2 separate regions of the Danio rerio genome follow, and region 2 is linked to region 1. Evidence: chromatin contacts called from public Micro-C data. All regions are on one chromosome and are shown on one strand. Each heading gives the region's core, a stretch centred on a gene start, on an enhancer-like site or on the middle of the called end of the contact. The rest is flanking DNA. Distances are from core to core; before and after follow the strand shown. Region 1 holds the start of sap30bp (SAP30 binding protein). Region 2 holds the start of ccdc124 (coiled-coil domain containing 124).

Evidence for each region. A called contact is a pair of places that touch in the nucleus more often than the background predicts.
Region 2: a Micro-C map of caudal fin shows a contact between it and region 1, with 3 times the contacts expected there. The contact joins the promoter of ccdc124 here to the promoter of sap30bp in region 1. A contact is called at or near these places in 2 of 18 Hi-C or Micro-C datasets (caudal fin and an unstated tissue).

What each region holds. Positions count from the first base shown.
Region 1 is chr8:14,818,534-14,822,122 of GRCz12tu, reverse strand. sap30bp (SAP30 binding protein) reads right to left here and starts at 1,621. Exons shown (of 11, transcript NM_199565.2): 1 at 1,494-1,621. The coding sequence starts at 1,587. spag17 (sperm associated antigen 17) reads left to right here and starts at 2,052. Exons shown (of 19, transcript XM_073910116.1): 1 at 2,052-2,323; 2 at 3,212-3,352; 3 at 3,464-3,523. The coding sequence starts at 2,213. LOC101886593 (a long non-coding RNA gene) reads right to left here. Exons shown (of 7, transcript XR_011016541.2): 7 at 3,207-3,354.
Region 2 is chr8:15,121,810-15,125,462 of GRCz12tu, reverse strand. It overlaps ccdc124 (coiled-coil domain containing 124), which reads left to right and starts at 2,285. Exons shown (of 5, transcript NM_200565.2): 1 at 2,285-2,325. It overlaps slc5a5 (solute carrier family 5 member 5), which reads right to left and starts at 2,214. Exons shown (of 16, transcript NM_001089391.1): 1 at 2,146-2,214.

The DNA of each region.
Region 1 (3,589 bases), core at 372-2,871:
AGTCAGTGAAATATTTTTCAGTGTTTATTAAACTCATTTGCTCATTGTCTGTTTTCTTTTAAAGTCTTTAAATTTAATATAAAGCCTTGAAGGGCAAACACTTAATTGAATTCATGGGACATTATTCAATAAATAAAGTTCAATAGTTTATATAAAGCATAAAATTTAGTAAATATTAGCATATTAATTAGATAAAATTAACAGCTGCACTGGACAAAATATTTAGCACAGCCTTGTATGCTTAATCTGAACAAGAAAACAATATTCATCCTATAACATGAAATGTTATAAAAAGCTAAAATTTACCTTTCGCAAGAATCAACATAGTCACAACACCAATTGGTATATTTTTGATTCTATTTCTGGAAAAATAATGCTACAATAAATGGTCTGTCAGATAGAACCTTATAATACGAAGTGGAAAATTACTTTTCAGAATAAGAAGGTTCTATCTGCATTTTCCAATTTGCAAATTTAAGAGAACTTTGATCATTTACATTTAGAGTACATTTAGAGTCTTTGTTATGTTAATGTATGAAAGAGAACTGTTCCACACATATTGTTTGCTATACTAAATGCGAAAACTTTGAAGCTCAAAATCTCAAAATCATTTAGAACGCTGATAGAACCTTACAATTCCAAGGTGACTAAATGTATTTGGGTCTTAAACACACATGAATTGGACAGATTAAACCTGAAGTTGGTTTCATATTCACACGTTCGTTCAGTGACCGCTTGTAACACAGTGCCTATATTGTTTACCATACTGCTTTGAATATTTGGTCAGAAATAACATACAAGTGTGACATCAAAACAACGTTAGCACTATTTAACTGACTGTGAACATGGTTGTGCTTTGATATTTTTTGGCTGCTAATATCCTAATATATAACTTGCCTATTTAGAATTTGCAAATAATACATTTAAAAAAAAAAGATATTTAGGAAAAAGTCTGAATGTTCAAAATATAAAACCAACTTTAGCCTAATATTGGACAGCTACAGCAACAACACTTGTTACTCCTGTAATCCTTAACTAACAACCAATAAGACATCAATTTCTCATATGACTTGCACCATTTTATTTGGCATATTGGGAACTACCGCCAATTTTACTGTTGTAACAAAAATATTAGAATCTTAAACTTATTTATTTAATCTTAAAATTAAAAGTCAAATGAAGATGTTTTTAATTATATATTTTCACCTAAGTAAATAAAATAGGCCACAACGTACTGCTCTCTACAGTACCCACCTGTAATCTTTAAACCTTACAAATGTAAACCCTCACAAACCCAGCCATAAAGAAAATATATTGTTTTGAGCGCATAAAAGTAATATGGCTCACAATGCAAGTTATTTCCAAATGAATACATTCCCTGCATTACTGTCAGTTGTCGTGCCGCTTACGTTCAACACACTGACAACAAACCCATACGAGTAACAAACTCGAGGTATTCACAAGCTTTTGCTAACATTTATCAGATGATTTACCTTGATCATCTGTGTCTGGATCTGAATCCTGCTCTGAATCGTCTCCATAAGCGGCTAGTGAAGAAATAAGTGCACTCTTTTTGCTGCTCGCCATGTTCAGCGCTGTCGCACGACAGTGACGTTACGGTCTATATCCGGTCTGCGCGTGCTCAGAGGCTTGAAACGAGCCGAACGGGTTGTTACTAAAAGAGATACAGCTGCGTCCGGAAGTTAACGAGAATTGATTATATTACTGATTAAATTACCTAAAAGTTTTATTTTAATAACATCTTCCCCTACCACAATACTAAACCCAAATCTTACTGTAATGTAAAAAACAGTAATTATACTGAAAATTATTCATACTATTTTTAACTTACTCATTAAAATAGATTTTATGAGCGCCTACCCCTGCCACAACCCCAAACGCAACCTTCAAAGTAATTTAAAAATATTAATTATTGTTGTACAGTGTCACAGAAATTATGCTATGCTGACGTGAGTATCCGCAGCTGTATCCTATTTAAACTTTGCCGAAACTAACGTCGCTTAAAATACGCAAGCCTGTTTGGTTTCCATAGGTTACCACGACGCTTTTGGAAATTTCATACAGACGAGCAAACTTTTCTTGGGAGTTTACGCTTTAAAGTGAAACGATAGTATCTAAATTGTGGTAATTATTGTGGTATCTATTACATATTTAAAGTGTAATCCGTAAATATAATGAAATTATAGTAAATATGCCACCCAAACGGAATAAAAGTAGTACTCCGTCCGGAGCAACTCCAACTGGGGCAGGCGCTGCTAACAAAAGCTGGGAGACTTCTCTTTCTGCGGCTGTATTTGAGGAGGTAAAATATAAATTACCTATATCATGTTAAAACTGTTGTTCTTCTTCAATAGCCTGTATTTTCTAGATCATCTAAGATATTTAATCTTTGTCCATGAAAATATATAGTTTTAATAGTTTTTTTTATAATAATATTGTTAATAGTGTTATCATTCAATCAATTGATTAAAAACAAGAAATTATAAACAAATTACACAACTAAATCCTTAAAATATATAATACAAATAAATTTATAGTTGTCCCGTTTCTGTCAGTCCTGTCACATCACATTTGCATTAAATTAATAATAAAATGCATGCAATACACCTATAAGCACGGAGACGGAGAAAAAGCTGACAGTGCTCAATGATGCAGTCTATCATTGAATTGTATGATTTTCTGAGGACGACAAGTCAGGCCCTGTCACCTTTTTTATAAATGAAAATGTTCGCTTCTGGTAGAATTTCTCCTATTTGACAGTGTTTATAACACTTTGTTAATACATTTTACAGCATATTGTAGAATTAACTATCACAAACTGATCAACTGTAACGTAATGCTGTGGTATACACTGAACTGTGATGTATGGTAGACATAATTTATATAGCTGTAGAAAATCTAATACTTTATTGGGTCATTTGTTGTATTATTACCACAGCTACTCTAATTATAGAGTAATTATTTAATACTACAACAGATTAAAACTTTACAATATTCAAAAACACTATAATATTTACTACAAATGACTATTGTTTTTTTATGTGGGCTTTTATTAATTAGTCATTTATTAAGCCTCATGTTGCTTAATGGCTGATTGAATGAAAAATTCTACTTTATACAATGCAAATTTTTTATATTTGCGTTAAAGGACTGGAAAATATTTTCTTCTCTTATTCATCTCTGACTCTAGAATGAGTGGAGGGCCAGTCTGTCTGTAGTGCAGGTGGAGAAAGCAGAGGACGAACAGCTCATCGGTTCCCTAGTGCAGGCGGTCCAACAGCCCATGCGCAGGCTCTTCAGTGTGCTGTCCTGGGAGGACACTCTAGAAAAGGTCTGAAATATAGTTCATGTCCAGTGATTATTCATGTCCAAGAGTAACTATATTTTATTACATGTTAAAAAAAAAAAAAAAAATGAATCAGCTGCTGTTTTTGTGACGCAGATCAATGAACTGGGAAACCCAAAGACAAGAAAAACCAAAGATGTTCCCATGTTTTTTGAGGTGGGTAAACATTAGAGTTACAGTCACTGGCCATTTTATTAGGTATTCGTGATTGCTAACAATTGT
Region 2 (3,653 bases), core at 1,036-3,535, 300 kb before region 1:
GCAAAAGAGAAAATATCCAATGAGTGGCAGTCCTGTGGGCGCAAATGCCTTGTTGATGCCAGAGGTTTGAGGAGAATGGCCAGACTGGTTCCAGCCGATAGAAAAGCAACAGTAACTCAAATAACGACTCGTTAAAACCGAGGTATGCTGAAGAGCTTCTCTGAACACCCAACACGTCCAACCTTGAGGCGGATGGGCTACAGCAGCACATCAGGTGAAGAACAGGAAACTGAGGCTACAATTCGCACAGGCATAAAAAATACGAGAATATAAGATTGGAGAAATGTTGCCTGGTCTGATGAGTCTCGATTTCTGCTGCAACATTCGGATGGTAAGGTCAGAAATTGACTTCAACAACATGAAAGCATGGATCCATCCTGCCTTGTATCAACGGTCCAGGCTGGTGGTGGTGGTGTAATGGTGTGGGGGATATTTTCATGGCAATTTGGGCCCATTAATACCATTTGAGCATCGTGTCAATACCACAGCCTACCTGAGAATGGTTGCTGACCATGTCCATCTCTATATGACCGCAGTGTACCCATCTTCTTATGGCTACTTCCAGAAGGATAACGACCCATGTCATAAAGTATGAATCATCTCAGACTGGTTTCTTGAACATGACAATGAGTTCACTGTACTCAAATGGCCTCCACAGTCACCAGAGCTCAATCCAATAGAGCACTTTTGGGCTTTTGGGATGTGGTGGGAAACGGTAGATTTGCATCATGTATGTGTGGCCGACAAATCTGCAACAATTGCATAATGCGATCATATCAATATAGGTCAAAATTTCGGAGGAATATTTATAGAACCCTATGCCACGAAGGATTAAGTCAGTTTGGAAGGCAAAAGGGGGCTCAACTCGGTACTAGTAAAGTATATGTGTGTGTGTGTGTGTGTGTGTGTGTGTGTGTGTGTGTATATATATATATATATATATATATATATATATATATATATATATATATATATATATATATATATATATATATATATATATATATAAAATTAGCACCAAGGTCATGGTTAGCTCAAGTTTGAGTAAATTCACAGAAGATTTAAATCATGGGTATCCTTTCGAGAGGTGTGTCAAGAATGACAATTCTCCAGATCTCAAGTTTTATATAAGAATAGAAAAGGTTCATTCATATGCAGATATAAAAACAAGAACATCTCTTTGACACTTAGGATTTAATGTCTTGATTATATGTACACTAGAAAAAGTAACAAGAGTAAAGTGTACTTTGGGATTACAAAACTATTTACACATTTAAAATCACAATAAAATCTGGATATTTTTTGTTCTAGACAAATGCCATACCATATTATACCATACATCATTCGAGCTTCTTTTTTTTTTTTTTTTTTTAAACAAAGACCAGATTTCCCTTAAAATTTCCAGATATTCTTTGAAATGTTCTGGAAATACAAAATACTATAAAATGAAAATGTAGAAATTTGATTGTAAAACGATGTATATAAAAAAACTAAAGTGCAGTTACATTGCCAATTCCATTAAAACAAATGGCCTAAACCTTCAATTAAAAAATACAACATGAAAAAATGCTAATGATTTAAAACAAATACTGAATACTGTTTTGAACATACAATAAAGTATGTGAACAATAGTAAAGTACCTGAACTAATTTTATGTGGAAGTTGTATTGGCTATTTAACACAATACTTTAGTTATAAAAACAAATTAACCAATACTGTAGGTTCTACAATTATTGGCTATATTATATTACAATACACCACAGTTTACTGTAGTAAAAACTAAAGTACACGAGAGTTTTTATTTACAGGTAATCGGTTCACAGTATGCTGTAGCATTCAACAAAGAGTTGTAAACAGTGAAATGAAAGACTACAGCAAGGTTCAAAAAGACAATATAGTGTTGTACTATTGTAGGCTACTTGTAGTATTGTGTACTGTAGTATTTTTTACATTTCGGTTGCAAAGTAGAATGAGAGTATAAAGCTCGAGCATGTCTGCACACAACAGGAATTTAGTTTTATATTTAGTATTTAGTTAAATTCTTTAGACATTCCCCCAGTATTTGCTGGTTAATATGTCTTCTAATCGAGTTATTCTGGATGGTAGGTATCGTGTAGTATCACACACGTATTTCGATTTTTGTACCTTTTGACAAAGCGTGTCAGAAATCTGTGGCGCATGGAGTTCTTCTGTCACCATGCCTGTAGTGTGGGGAGACACAGTGACCGTCGAGCCTCCAGGGGGCGCTAAATAAACTCATTCGACTGTTCCGCAGCGGCTTCAAAAGAAGGGCGAACAACACCCAGCAGGCTGGCTCAGGAAAAGGTTGGTGTTATTACGTTTTATTTTAGAGTCCGGCTTGAAAATTATTTCTACCAATAAAATATGGCAGAATGACCCCTATATATATGCTTTCATTATTCAAATCGAGGTGTCCGATACAAGCTTTAACAAACAAACTGTTACTCTCTGAAACCAGAGGTGTTAGCAAAGATGCTAACGAGAATGTTTCTGAAAAGAAAAGTGCAATTAAAATGTCACTAAAGTTCCAGAATTTTCCATTCACGGTCGTTTATTTTATGAAATTTCCAGAATTAACTACTTTAGTCACGAAACATGTCAGAGGATTTGTGTTCTGTCTAAACTACATAAATCAGCAGCAGGTGTATGTGATACAAAAGCAGGTGTGAATTCATTTGTGTTAACGGTAAACATGTTAGTGTGTCATCGTTACACACATTACGGGTACAACTCAATGTAGTAATAACAGTAAACTGAGCACAATTGCTTATAGCAAGTAACGTTACAGGTAGATAATAAATATTTGTAGTTATATGTACAACTACCCTGTAAAATGAACAATGTAAAATAACGATTTTTTTAGTAATGATTGTTTATAAATGTGCTTATAATTAATTTTTCGTAGTTCAGCCCTTTCGTTGATATGACACATATTTATAGCTAACGTTGGAGAGAAAAGCAGCAGCAACTGTTAACCAAGGCTAAATGTTTCTCTTTTGTCAGTGCTGTGAGGCAAATATTTGTGGTTTATCCCGCTCCACTAATACCAGATTATCTTTATAGAGTGAGAACAAGGCCTTTCTAAATCCTGTATTTTTTTTTTGTTTGTTTTACTGCAGCCCGTGCTTTGCTGTGAAATGTGCAACTCAAGCGCATTAATTTTCAGTCCACTGTGTAAATCACTTTATAAAGAGCCCAGTAACCTCTATTCCTAAATAAATGTAATGATTAAACCGTACGTAATGATAGACGTGGGACGATAACCGTTTTCAGGGTATACCACGGTTTGGAGAAGTCAAGGTTTTAAAACCGCAAAATTTTCTGCTATACCGTTCCTACGTTATCTGTAAGATTTACGTTATTTTTTTGTCATTAAGACAACATTATCTCTAGCTGAAAATATAACCAAAGATGCCGTTTTAAATTGTAAAGAAATTTGTGTTTTTGAAATGAATAAAGACAGCAGGAGTCAATGATGCTGATACTGTTACAACATATTTTAAATGTTTCTCAAAATAAAATATGTTGTGTTCAAATGGGAAATAAGTTTTAGTTTTTTACCCAGACATTTAAAAAGTGTATATTTTAGAGCAGTGAGCACAATATTGTGATATCGTAAAACTGATTTTTTT